Linked DNA regions of Mus musculus: all the other regions are linked to region 1. A link is a contact called in public Hi-C, HiChIP or PLAC-seq and promoter capture Hi-C data. All regions are on one chromosome and are shown on one strand. The core of a region is the stretch at or near the end of the contact, and the rest is flanking DNA. Distances in the headings are between cores, read along the strand shown.

The links. Promoter capture Hi-C pulls out the DNA fragments that hold promoters and counts their contacts. A called contact is a pair of places that touch in the nucleus more often than the background predicts. HiChIP or PLAC-seq counts read pairs in DNA pulled down with a chosen protein or histone mark.
Region 2: a contact with region 1 is called in a Hi-C map of rod photoreceptor, with 4 times the contacts expected there. The contact joins two enhancer-like sites. A contact is called at or near these places in 1 of 484 Hi-C or Micro-C datasets (rod photoreceptor) and 3 of 115 datasets of contacts at active chromatin or transcription factors (embryonic stem cells, pancreatic cancer cells and stem cell-derived neural progenitor cells).
Region 3: a contact with region 1 is called in a promoter capture Hi-C map of pre-B cells, with 2.6 times the contacts expected there. The contact joins the promoter of 1700055C04Rik here to the enhancer-like site in region 1. A contact is called at or near these places in 1 of 39 promoter capture datasets (pre-B cells) and 4 of 115 datasets of contacts at active chromatin or transcription factors (bone marrow-derived macrophages, embryonic forebrain, embryonic stem cells and 1 more).
Region 4: an H3K4me3 HiChIP or PLAC-seq map of forebrain shows a contact between it and region 1, with 5 times the contacts expected there. The contact joins two enhancer-like sites. A contact is called at or near these places in 1 of 15 datasets of contacts at CTCF or cohesin (pro-B cells), 4 of 484 Hi-C or Micro-C datasets (cerebral cortex, embryonic retina and embryonic stem cells) and 16 of 115 datasets of contacts at active chromatin or transcription factors (the HPC-7 cell line, the NIH/3T3 cell line, T-cell acute lymphoblastic leukemia and 11 more).

Annotation. Positions count from the first base shown.
Region 1 is chr9:63,122,873-63,125,572 of GRCm38.p6, reverse strand. No RefSeq gene overlaps it. Among named protein-coding and RNA genes, the nearest start is that of Gm25064, 9.1 kb to the left of the region's middle. Within about 2 kb of position 1,337, at least 216 of the 459 cell types and tissues checked have an H3K27ac peak or open chromatin away from gene starts, as enhancers often do. A contact at or near this core is called in bone marrow-derived macrophages, extraembryonic endoderm stem cells, pancreatic cancer cells and 2 more, where this site is marked.
Region 2 is chr9:62,362,451-62,365,150 of GRCm38.p6, reverse strand. The region is part of intron 1 of Anp32a (acidic (leucine-rich) nuclear phosphoprotein 32 family, member A); the gene reads right to left. Among named protein-coding and RNA genes, the nearest start is that of Gm40522, 17 kb to the left of the region's middle. Within about 2 kb of position 1,345, at least 328 of the 459 cell types and tissues checked have an H3K27ac peak or open chromatin away from gene starts, as enhancers often do. A contact at or near this core is called in pancreatic cancer cells and rod photoreceptor, where this site is marked.
Region 3 is chr9:64,040,077-64,042,776 of GRCm38.p6, reverse strand. 1700055C04Rik (RIKEN cDNA 1700055C04 gene) reads left to right here and starts at 1,312. Exons shown (of 3, transcript NR_040726.1): 1 at 1,312-1,470.
Region 4 is chr9:63,861,488-63,864,187 of GRCm38.p6, reverse strand. No RefSeq gene overlaps it. Among named protein-coding and RNA genes, the nearest start is that of Gm39359, 67 kb to the right of the region's middle. Within about 2 kb of position 1,432, at least 14 of the 459 cell types and tissues checked have an H3K27ac peak or open chromatin away from gene starts, as enhancers often do.

The sequences.
Region 1 (2,700 bases), core at 88-2,587:
CTACTTGGGGTTTTATGCATTGCGAGATATCAAACCCAGGGCTTTGATAATGGACAGAGCTACACACCCAAACTCCCTTCTGGGACTTCCAGAGACAACAGTTCTACTTGGAGTCCTTGTTAGGAGATCATGAAAGCTCACCTCTCCTCACTGGCAGGATCATAGGCCAGAAGTTGGGTAGAGCAGGGTGGCCTGGGCTTGAAAGCACATCTCTTAAGAGGGTCTTCAGAGATGAAGGGGAAAGCTGTGTCACTGGTCACAGGGCCGTGCCATAACCAGGCATGTTGTGGGAAAACAGTAGGGAAGATTATTAAAGATGTAACAGCTGAATGACTGAGGGAGGGCATCCGAGGGGACGTCCCTCTCTGAACAATCTTTTATGTCTCCACCTTCAGCAATCTAGCTATGCCTCGTGCAGCCCCAGCCCTAGACTCAGCATGTCAGTCTGGCTCCTGCCTTGACTTCCGTTGTCTGGACCTAGGAATCCCCCTTCTGCCTAATAGTAGGGGCCACCCAGTATCCCTTTCTTCTTCTCCTTTAACATTTTTTAAAAAGTAGGTGTGTGTGTGTGTGTGTGTGTGTGTGTGTGTGTGTGTGTGTGTGAGTGTGCACCCGCGGACGGGCGGGCACATAGTACCCATCTCTTGGGGCTGGAGTGGTGAGCTGGATTCTGGGAATTGAACTCCAGTTCATCTGGAAGAGCAGTAAGTGCTCTTAACCCCTGAGCCATCTTCCCAGCGCCTCCTCCTTCCTCTCACAAATGACAATATCGTGTTGCTGTTTACAGTGCTGGCAAATGCAGCCTGAGCTGACAACATTCTCACTGCTAAATTTGGGTTCCGGGAGAAAGCTAGGAATCGACCACACGATATGCATGTTCCGAGAAAAGGCCATCTCCTCACTTCCTTCCTTCCTTCCTATGGTGCTCTCTGGTGACCTCTTTACCCGCCTATCTATCTAATACTCCCGCCCTCTTCCCTTTTGTTTTAAACATTCCTCATTAACAACTGTTCTTATTGCAATAGCCTGAGTCAAATCTCAAGCCTGGGACGCTTATTCCTTATAGTTTCTAGAGGTCCTTATAGATGTCAGTTGAATGGGGAATTTGCCTGGAGTCCCAGGTTCCAGTCCTGACTTACTTGTGTCTGGCTTCCCTTTCTAGCAAGTTCCAGTTCTGGTCTGAGAGAGTGACGAGGGGAGGTGGGGCCCAGGGAACAGCTGTACCTTTCTCACGCTGCCACTAGAGGGCGACAGCTCCGCGCAGGAGGCCACTCACTGTTGTGGCTGGCATTGGTCTCCTGCAAGCGAGCTCGCCCTGGGTGCGACGCCTTCCAGGAGCCTCCAGCTGCTCTGCACACCGCCAGCCCTGCTCTCCAGAGACCCATGAGTGGGTGGGAACAGCCTTCGGAGGCCAGCCTCCTGTCTCTGCTGCTAGCGCCGGTCGTGACAACTCCCCTTCTCTGGCCTCGCCTATCTAGGTGGAACAGACTTCGAAGGGTCCCGATTCAAGGGGAAATGGGGGTAGGGGGAGCGCAGGAGCTTCGGAACCACTAGCGTCGTATAAGTGGACCAGCCGGCAGAAAGATGGGGACCAGGGAACATGAAGGAAAGATGCTAGCCTTTGCCGGCCTGAACGGTGTGTCAGAACTGAAACTGGGGTTTTCGCGGCCCAACTCCCAGCTCTTGGGCTGGAACCGTCTGGATTGGAGGTTTCCTACTATGGAGTGGGGAGGACAACAAAACAAACAACCAGCCACTGCAAGAGAAAGGGACCCCTCTGGACAAGCAGCCCCACACCAAGTGTGCTTTCTTAAAGAACTACAGCTGGGGAGTTTATTTACTTGTGAGGAGGGTGGCATTTGCTTGAAAGTGCCTCTGTCCCCAGACACATTTTAAAAACTTAAAGCAGAGAGCTCGACTTCAGAGCCAGCTCTGGCAATTGGATTAACCTTTCGGGGAAAGGTTTCATTTTCTGTGTGTGGTTCAAATTCTTCAACACTAACATCTGTAATACCAGAAAGCAATCATTCACTTCAGCTGGCAAAAACGATACAAAAAAATGCAAAACAAATAACAAAACAGGAAAGGAACAAATGAAAATCTAAAAACCACACTCACAAATAAAACCTCAAATAACAGAAACTTAAAGCCAAACAAAAGCCAAGTACGGTGGCACATGCCTATAATCCCAACACTCTGGAGGCAGAGGCAGGTGGATCTCTGAGATTGAGGCCAGCCAGGGCTATACAGAGAAACAACAAACAAACAAACAAACAAACAGACAAAAAGACAGAAAACTAACAAAAATCTCCCCAAACCCAAATGAAACAAACAAACAAAAAAAAAAAAACCCACCTTCTTCAAGAATTGGGAACCAGGACCTGGAGAGGTGGCTCTGTAGTTAAGAGAACTGGCTGCTCTTGCAGAAGACCTGAATTAGATTCCCAGCATCCACCGGGCAACTCGCAACTCGAAATTTAAGCTCCAGGGGTTCCTATATCCTTTTCTGGCCTCACCAAGCAACTGCATGCACGTGATTCAAGGGCACAACACTCATCCACTCACATTTAAAAAAAAATGTTTTTAAGAAAGAATTGGAAGCTGGGCAGTGGTAGCACACACCTTTAATCCCAGCACTTGGCAGGTGGATCTCTGTGAGTTTGAAGCCAGCCTGGTCTACAGAATGAGTTCCAGGACAGC
Region 2 (2,700 bases), core at 96-2,595, 760 kb after region 1:
TCAGATTGACCCAGTGTTTTTTGGTGCTCCTGGATTTTAACTAGGTCAGCTTTTAAATGGGCCACCCCCTGCTGCAGATCCCATTCCTAGCTAGAAGGCCACGCTGTGTGAGTCACTGAGGTTTGAGGCAGAGCTAATAAACGGACACTTGCGTTTGTTTTAACGGTAAAATCTACTTACCGACCTGTGTGGGAAGGGACACAGCTCTGGGGGGAAAGGCTGGATGTTTTGAAAGTTACCGAGATCTTACTGAACAGAGGTCAGTGTTTTCTGATCATAACCCACTGAAAGGGATACATTTTAGGAGCTGGAGAGATGGCTCAGCAGGCAAGCCACTTGCAGCTCTTGACTGAGTTTGGTACCCAGCACCAGGGTCAGAGGCTCACAATTGCCTGTAGCTCCAGCTGGGGAGGGGAGTGGATTGATTCTGCACTCTCTCTAGTCTCCCCAGGCACATGCATACGCATTAATTACACAGCCACATTAATACAAATAAAACAAAAAGCAAGCAAACAAACAAAACCTACTTTACTCAGAGCACACACAAACTGTTTGCCTGTAGGCACACTTGGTGAAAATAAACACTACACATAGAATCCCATCTATAGATTTAAAAAAAAAAAACTTAAAAGTTTCATTTATGTGTCTCTGTGAGAGAATGCCACTTGTGTAGGGGAGCCTGCAGAGGGCAATCTCTTGGAGGAATTACAGGGGGCTGTGAGGGGCCGGATCTGAGTCCAGAGAACAGAATCCAAGTCCTCTGCACGTGCCCCAAGTGCTCTTAACTGCTGAGCCATCTCTCCAGCCCTCTTATTACTTCAATTTTTAAAATGTGGCCCACAGTATGGGGTGAAGTGGGCCAGAGAGATTGATGTTCGGCAGAGGACGGGGGGGGGGGGGGGGGGCGGAAGATGGGCGGCTGGGCAGAGAACTCTGGCCCGGGTGATTAATTTTAATTTTTCTTTTCTGCCACAACACGCCTCCTGTCCTAGGTCAGAATCTGCCCCCCACCGCCATCCCCAAAAGTAAGAGAACCCACGGCCCATCCACCATCCTCCCAAGTTCCTGCAGCCTTGTGGCTGCCAGGGCTTGGGGGTTTCAACGCCTCTCAGGATCTTCCGTAGTCTTAGCCAGGGGCAAGAGCCTTCTTCGCTTTAAAAACAAACAAAACCCTCCCCGAGAATTGAAAGCCTCTCCGGGCCTCGGATTTTTGCTGCTACGTACAAAGCAGCTCTGCAGGCAGGCGGCGGGGGAGCACGTGGCGCGGGCAACGGTGATGCCATCCTCATTACTTAGAGGCAGGAGGGCGGGCCGAGGAAGATCAGGCTGGCTCATAGGTCCAGCTGGCAGGGCAGGCTGAGACTGCACCAGCCCGCCAGCCCTGCGACTCGCTCTTGTCCCTGGCTCCTCCCCACTCTTCCCCGCGCGGTCGGGTGATTTCGCCTGTGCTTTCCTTGCAGGAGTATTCGGTGCTAGGGACGCTTCCACTCACTGGAAAGGCTCGGTGCTGGCCAGGCTTGCTCAAAAGGATACCTAGCTTCTGCCCCCAGCCTTTGCGTTCCTCTTATCTTTAATTTTTAAAAAAGATTTAAAAAATGTGTTATGAGTGCTTTGCCTGCATGCCTTGTACTGTGTGCATGCTCACAGGGGACAGTTATCAGATATTTTGAAACTGGTGTTACAAACGCCAGTGAGCCACAAGTAGATTCTGGGAACCAAACCGGGGTCTTCGACAAGAGCAGCAAGCAAGCGCTGTTAACTGCTGAGGCGAACTCCTGCCCCAAGTAGCCCTCCATTTAAAGCCTCGTTCCTGCCTCCCATCTCAACCAAGCCTTCCCTGGTTGCCTGGCCCTGCCCTGGTCCCGCTCAACTTTCAAGTAACAGAAAGTTACCAAAGAAGCTGGAAACAGCCTAGAGAGCAGCTGTGGGGTCTGACTGGCTGTCCAAGGAGGAGAGTACGGTGATGAAAGAGAGATGGAGTGCGGAGAGAGAGCTTGGGAGGCCGGAGGTGATGGTCAAACGTAGCAGGCTCCATTCACTTAACAGTTCCCTTCCTGTCTTCCGGTAGGGGCTGGCATATAGTCAGCCGCAGAGCACTAGTCCAGATAGCCGAAAAGGGCCGGTTAGTCAAAAGGCACCCACACACTGCAAGATGCTTGGCTTCTGTCCCTGCTGTATCTCTGAATTTGCTGTGTGCCCTGGTAGAAGTTGCTTCCCCACTCTGGGCTTCTGCCCCATCCTCCCTCCAGCCTACACACTGGGCAGTGGGGCTGGAATAAAGAGATGAGGTCCTAAAATTCCATGTCTATGAACATCCCCTCAGCCAGGACTCCCTAAAGGAGGCACAGGGACCTTAGACGTGGAAGAGCTCAGGTTTCAGCGTGCAAAACTACAAAACTGTTCATTTTTCTAGGTAATAACTAAAACGGAGAAACGGATCAGCTAGGCTCTTTCTGCACACCACGATTATAAAAGTAGTCCCCAGCGGCCCAGGTTGTGAGGTTCCAAATGTGGGAGTGTCATCAGTCATCTCAGAGAGCAAGCACCCAATGGCACCCAAGCCCCGACTGTGGTAGGGGGAACGGGCAGAAACCACCTCCACTAACAAGACCCCACACCTCACCTCACTCACCCACAGTGTAATTCCTGATAAAAACCTACGGTGGTTGATATGTTCGCACTAAAGAGCTGCAGCACTGT
Region 3 (2,700 bases), core at 63-2,562, 920 kb before region 1:
ACTCAGCGATGGAAAACAGAGGAGTGGTGGCTTCAAGGGAGGTGGAGTGAGCGGTTGAGACCCTGGCTTTTGAGTTGGGTGGATTTGAATTTAGATTTACTATCCAGCCCCTCCCCCACCCCCTTTTGAACGCTGCTGGCTGAAGACCCCAGGGTCGTCCGTGGACCGACTGCCACTGAACTACATCCAGCTTTCTTTGTGCTTATTTGGGGACTGAATCTCATGTATTAGCTGCTTTTCTTGTTGCTGAGACCAAATGTCTGACAAGAGCTACTTTGGGAAGGGTTCGCTTCGGCTCGGTCTGGAGGTGCTGAGGGTGCACTCCATCATGGCAGAGAAGACCTGGCCGCTGAGGCAGGTGGTCACGTGGTACCCACAGTCTGGAAGCAGAGAGAGGTGGAATGTGCTCAGCTACACTTCCTTCTACTGAGTTCAGGGACTCCTGCACATGGAATGGTTCAGCTCACGGTTAGTATGAGGCTTCCCACCTCAGTGAACCCACTCGAGAAACTCCCTCCCAGGTGTAACCAGAGGTTTGACTCCTACAGGATTCTAGAGCAGGGGTTCTCAACCTGTGGGGTTCACATATTAGATTATTACATTACAATTCATAGCAGTCGCAAAATGACAGTTATGAAGTAGCAGTGAAAATAACTTTATGCTTCGGGGTCACCACAGCGTGAGCAACTGTATGAAAGGGTCATACAGCATTAGGAAGGCTGAGGACCGCTGCTCTAGATTCTGTCACGCTGATAATCAATATTAACTAGTCTCACCAAACTTTCTAGGCAGGCTGACTTTGAACTTGCTATCCTCTTGCCTCAGACTCTTGAGTAACTGGGATGACAGGCATACACTGCCAGGACCAGCTCAATATCCAGCACGTGCTCTCTGTGAAGCCTTGGGGAGCGACTTAGCCTCTGAGTTTATAAAATGAGATCTCAATATGGGAAGCTCCCCCCAAGGCATGCACAGACAGGATGGTTGTTTAGAGAACTTTAGAGAGAAGTTGGGTGAGGGGTTCTGGCAAGGCATACAGTAAATGCCCTATAAATGTGCCCGTGGACATCATTCACAAGGACCTAGGGGTGAGGAGGAGATGGGAGTTTGGCTGAATGATGGCCCAAAGACTGAGTCCCTGAAACCTGGGGATATGTAAGGTAACACAGTCAGGGAGAATAAAGGTAGGGTGGATCTGGGTTGTTAATCAGCTGACTCTGTCACAGAGAGATTGTCCTGGATCATAGGGAGGCTTGAAGTCACAAGAGCCATCCTAGGTGCAACAGTCAGAACCCCGTCAGAAGGACAGTCAGAAGGCGTGTGACTGATATTCTACCGGCCACTGTGGAGGAGACACGAGCCAGGCAAGGCAGGCCACCGCTAGAAGTTGGACAGGGCAAGTGGGTGAATTCTTTCTCCCCTCAAGCTTCCTCAAAAGCCCAGAGTTGGGCTGCTGAGACAGTTCGGCAGGTGAGGGCACTTGCAGCCAAGCCTGACAAACACAGTTCAGTTCCCCACACCTACAAGGGGAAAGGAGACAACTGGCTCTGGCAAGTTGTCCTTTGACAACCCCCCCCCCCCCACACACACACACATGCATGTTATGTCATGGAAGGCTTACTCCAAATAAGTAGATACAATGTAGTGTTAAAGAATAGGTGGGCAGCTCTGGCTACACTTAGATTTGAGCCCAAGGATACCCGTGCATTTCAGACTCTCAGAACTGGGAGGAAATGGATTGGGATTGCAGTAAAGACACTGTCTTTTTAATTTGTCACCACAGTGAAAGAAAAGGAAGCAGGGGCATTAAGCTTTGAACACCAGCAGGCTGGCAACAGGCAGAGGCCAAGGCAGGCAGGGTAGCTGGGAAGGATCAAAGGAGCCTCCATATCCTGACACTCCAGGACAGAGTTATCAGGAACAGGGGAAAACTGTGTGTCTCTTTGCAGAAATAAAGAAATGGACAGATTTCTCCAGTAGGGTCTGTGCCCTTGGTAATGGCTGAGCCTCTTCCTGGCAAGAGCTGGTGTCTCCCTCACCATCTTTTCAGTCTAGAATTGGATTTTTGTGTAACCTGCTTTGGCCAAACATTTGTAGGTTTGGAGCCTGGCCTAGGGAGAGGTTGCACACTCCTGCCACAGCTGGTTTTTTACCACCTGCTCTAGCCCAGGACCAAGCCTGGACGGACAGACATCTTTCGACATGGCCTCAATAACTCTTCTTCCCACAGCTCCTAGCAATACTGTGCCCAGTTACTTACTGTCTTCCACTGAGCATGGGCTGTACATTTCTAACACACAGTGTGCTGCATTGGCTGCTGTTGGCTGATACTTTAGGTACCAAAAGGGCTACAGAGCTCTCTTCCAGTCCCTGTTCCTGTCTCTCTCTCTCTTTCTCCCCTCCTTCCCTTGCTGGCTTTTCCTGGAGGATCATTGATGAGTAGGGTCAGGGAAGGGCTGAGGATAGCTCAATCAGAAGGCCCAGGTGGGGAGCTGGCTACAGCTTTGGAGAAGACCCGAGAGCTGCATCCTGGTGAAGAAGTAGCCCAGGCTGGCACTAGTCCATGCTGTTATATCATTTTAGTGAGAAAAGAAAAGGGAGGAAGCCCAGCCAGAGAGAGTGGAGTCGGGAGGGGGTGCCACAGAGAACTGAGAACCTTGGGAGAAGATGCAGAGAACTCTCAACATCCAGCAGGGAGTC
Region 4 (2,700 bases), core at 183-2,682, 740 kb before region 1:
TTACTGTTAATGTTAAAATAAACATGAGACAATTTAGATATACTATTCCAATTTCACGGAAACTTTGATGTTTTTCTTTTCTAGTCACATAATTAAGGGAAAAACTACTAATGATATTAAGTTTGTACAGTGTTAATGACAGAAACAGGCACAGGCTGAAATTGCAGCCATTAATACGGAAAAAATAAAATATTTAGCAGGGGAGATAGATGAGCGCAATTTTAATAAACCAAAATGAAGAAAATTAATTCTAGAAAGTTCCCCAGTCTTTCACACGCTACCATTACACAAGCTGTCTCATGCATTATTTTTGTGGTCTGGGTTATTTATGGATGGTCCGGATGAATGTCCTGGGTTTTGCGTATTGTTCTGTGGGTGGTAAAGATCTTTGCCTTTATTCGTTCAATCCTTCTCCTGCTCATCCCTTCTGCCACCAGCCCTCAGATGGAAATGGCTTTATTTACAGTGTACCTTCCAGCAAAGGGCCCTTGCCAGCACCATGGCAGGGAGACAGGGGCTGTCGTAAGGTAGTCTTAGGATTTGCCGGTGAGCACTGACCTCTAGGAGCCCAGAGGCCTTAGGACTGCAGTGTTGGGTGGCTGCAGCAATACCAGCTGGCTGGGGAGACACCCTGATGTGTAAATGGGACATCCATCGACCTGTATTCTGCATTCTATTGTGGTGTCATGAGTTTCCTGGGGACAGGTCCTGCTGTCCAGTTTGCCACTTGTAGCGGGTGGCATGGTGCCACCCCCACCCCTGCCCCAGGGTCCTCTGAATGAGATCACATTAATGATTTAGTTAAACTTCTTTCAATGCCATGACAAAAATAACCCAACAAGAGGCAACTTAAGGGAGGGGAGGTCTACTTTAGCTCCTAGTTTAAAAGACACAGTCCCCTGTGATGGAGAAGCCAGAGGCTGTGGGAGGTGCTGTTGCTGGGCATCCTGTTTGTCGTCAGGAAGCAAGAAGACAAGTGCTAGCGCTTCCTTTCACTCCGTCCGGACCTGCAGCCTGTGGGAGGGTTCTGTCCACATTTAGGGTGGCTCTTCTTCTCACCACAGTTGAACCTAATGTAGGTGACTCTTCACAGACGTGCCCAGGGATGTCCCCATAGTGATTCTAAATCACATGGAGTTGACAATCAAGACTGAGCACCACACTTGGAAACGGGATTGCAGCAGGCGTAACTAAGGATTGAGGTGTAAGCAGAGCGGGAGGGAGGCCCCCGGAATCCAAGAACGGTGCTGCCCTTAGAGACAGGAAAGACAGGGATACTGAAAATGAGTGAGATGGCAAAACAGAAGTGGGCTGAAATGAGGCTGCCACAAGCCAAGAAATCCCCTGGGAGCACCAGAGCTGGAGGAGGCAAGGAGAGCCACCCACGAGGCAGTGCGGTTCTGCAGTCAGAGGTGGAAGAGGACAAACTTCTCAAGAAACTTCCAAAAAGCAGCACTGTGGATCTGAGTTCTATGTCTAAAGCATAGAACCACAAGAGCTGGGGGCAGGACTGTTGCCAAGGGAACAGATAACAAGGCAGAACTAGACCTTCGAGGAAAGAACCCGCAGGTCATGCAGTGTCCTGTAGTGGCAGTGCTGAGCAAAAAAAGATTGTTTCAGCAGCAAGGAGACAGCAGAGGGCTGACGAGATGGCAGGGTGGTTAAAAAAGAGCATGTGCTCTTCTTGCAGAGGACCAGGGTTAAGTTCCTAGCATCTGTGTTAAGTGGCTCACAAGCATCCGTAATTCCAGCTCCAGGGAGTCCAATGATTCTAGTCTCTGAGGATACTTGTACACACACACACACACACACACACACACACACACACACACACACGCGCGCGCACACACACACACACGTGTATGCATGTATGCACATGCACTCACCAGCACACAGGGAAGTGTTTATACATAATTTATAAAAAGAGAAGGAAGAAGAAAAAGCAAGACACTCAGCTCAGAGAAAGTGAGAATGGCTACTCCATTGGTGGATTACTGGATCACTGGATGCCTTTGTGTTAGGGTCACTTCATTAGGAGATTCCTGGGTCACTATAGGAACGGCTTTGTTACACATACTCTCTGGCTTAATTACACAGTGGGGTAGCCTCTACCACGTTATACACACTCTGGCTTAGTTATGAAGTTGGATAGCCTCTTCCATGTTATGATGTAGCAGTAGGCCTTCACCAGATGTCAGAACCACACTCTTAGACTTCTTAGCCTCCAGATTTCTGTACATAATGTACCTCTGTTTTTTGTAGACCACCTAGTCTGGATGCATATTGTTACAGCAACTAAAACGGACATATTCCTCCCTCTAGGCCCTGCTGGTCTTGTCCTCACTCTTAGTGCTGGATGCTTTCACGGAGCACACAGTGCCCCTTCTGCCTTCACTGCCCCGCTTCTTCTCAGGCTGTCCGAAGCTCCAGATGTTTTTCTTACACCCTTAAATGGACTTTCTGCTGTCACTGCCTATCTTTCTGTCCTTTATCTTGACTGGGGACATTCCTGATACTTGGCTCCTGGTGCTGTGTGAGCTCTGACCTGCAGCGTGTGACCTGTTTACATAGCACTCTTGTGGGTCTGGGAGGCTCCTGTGGGCACTGGGAGGTCCTTCACCCATGACTGGACCTTTCCTGGATCCTTCTTCTAGGATTTTCCCAGGCCTACCCCGAACTATGCAACAAGCAATTTCCCCA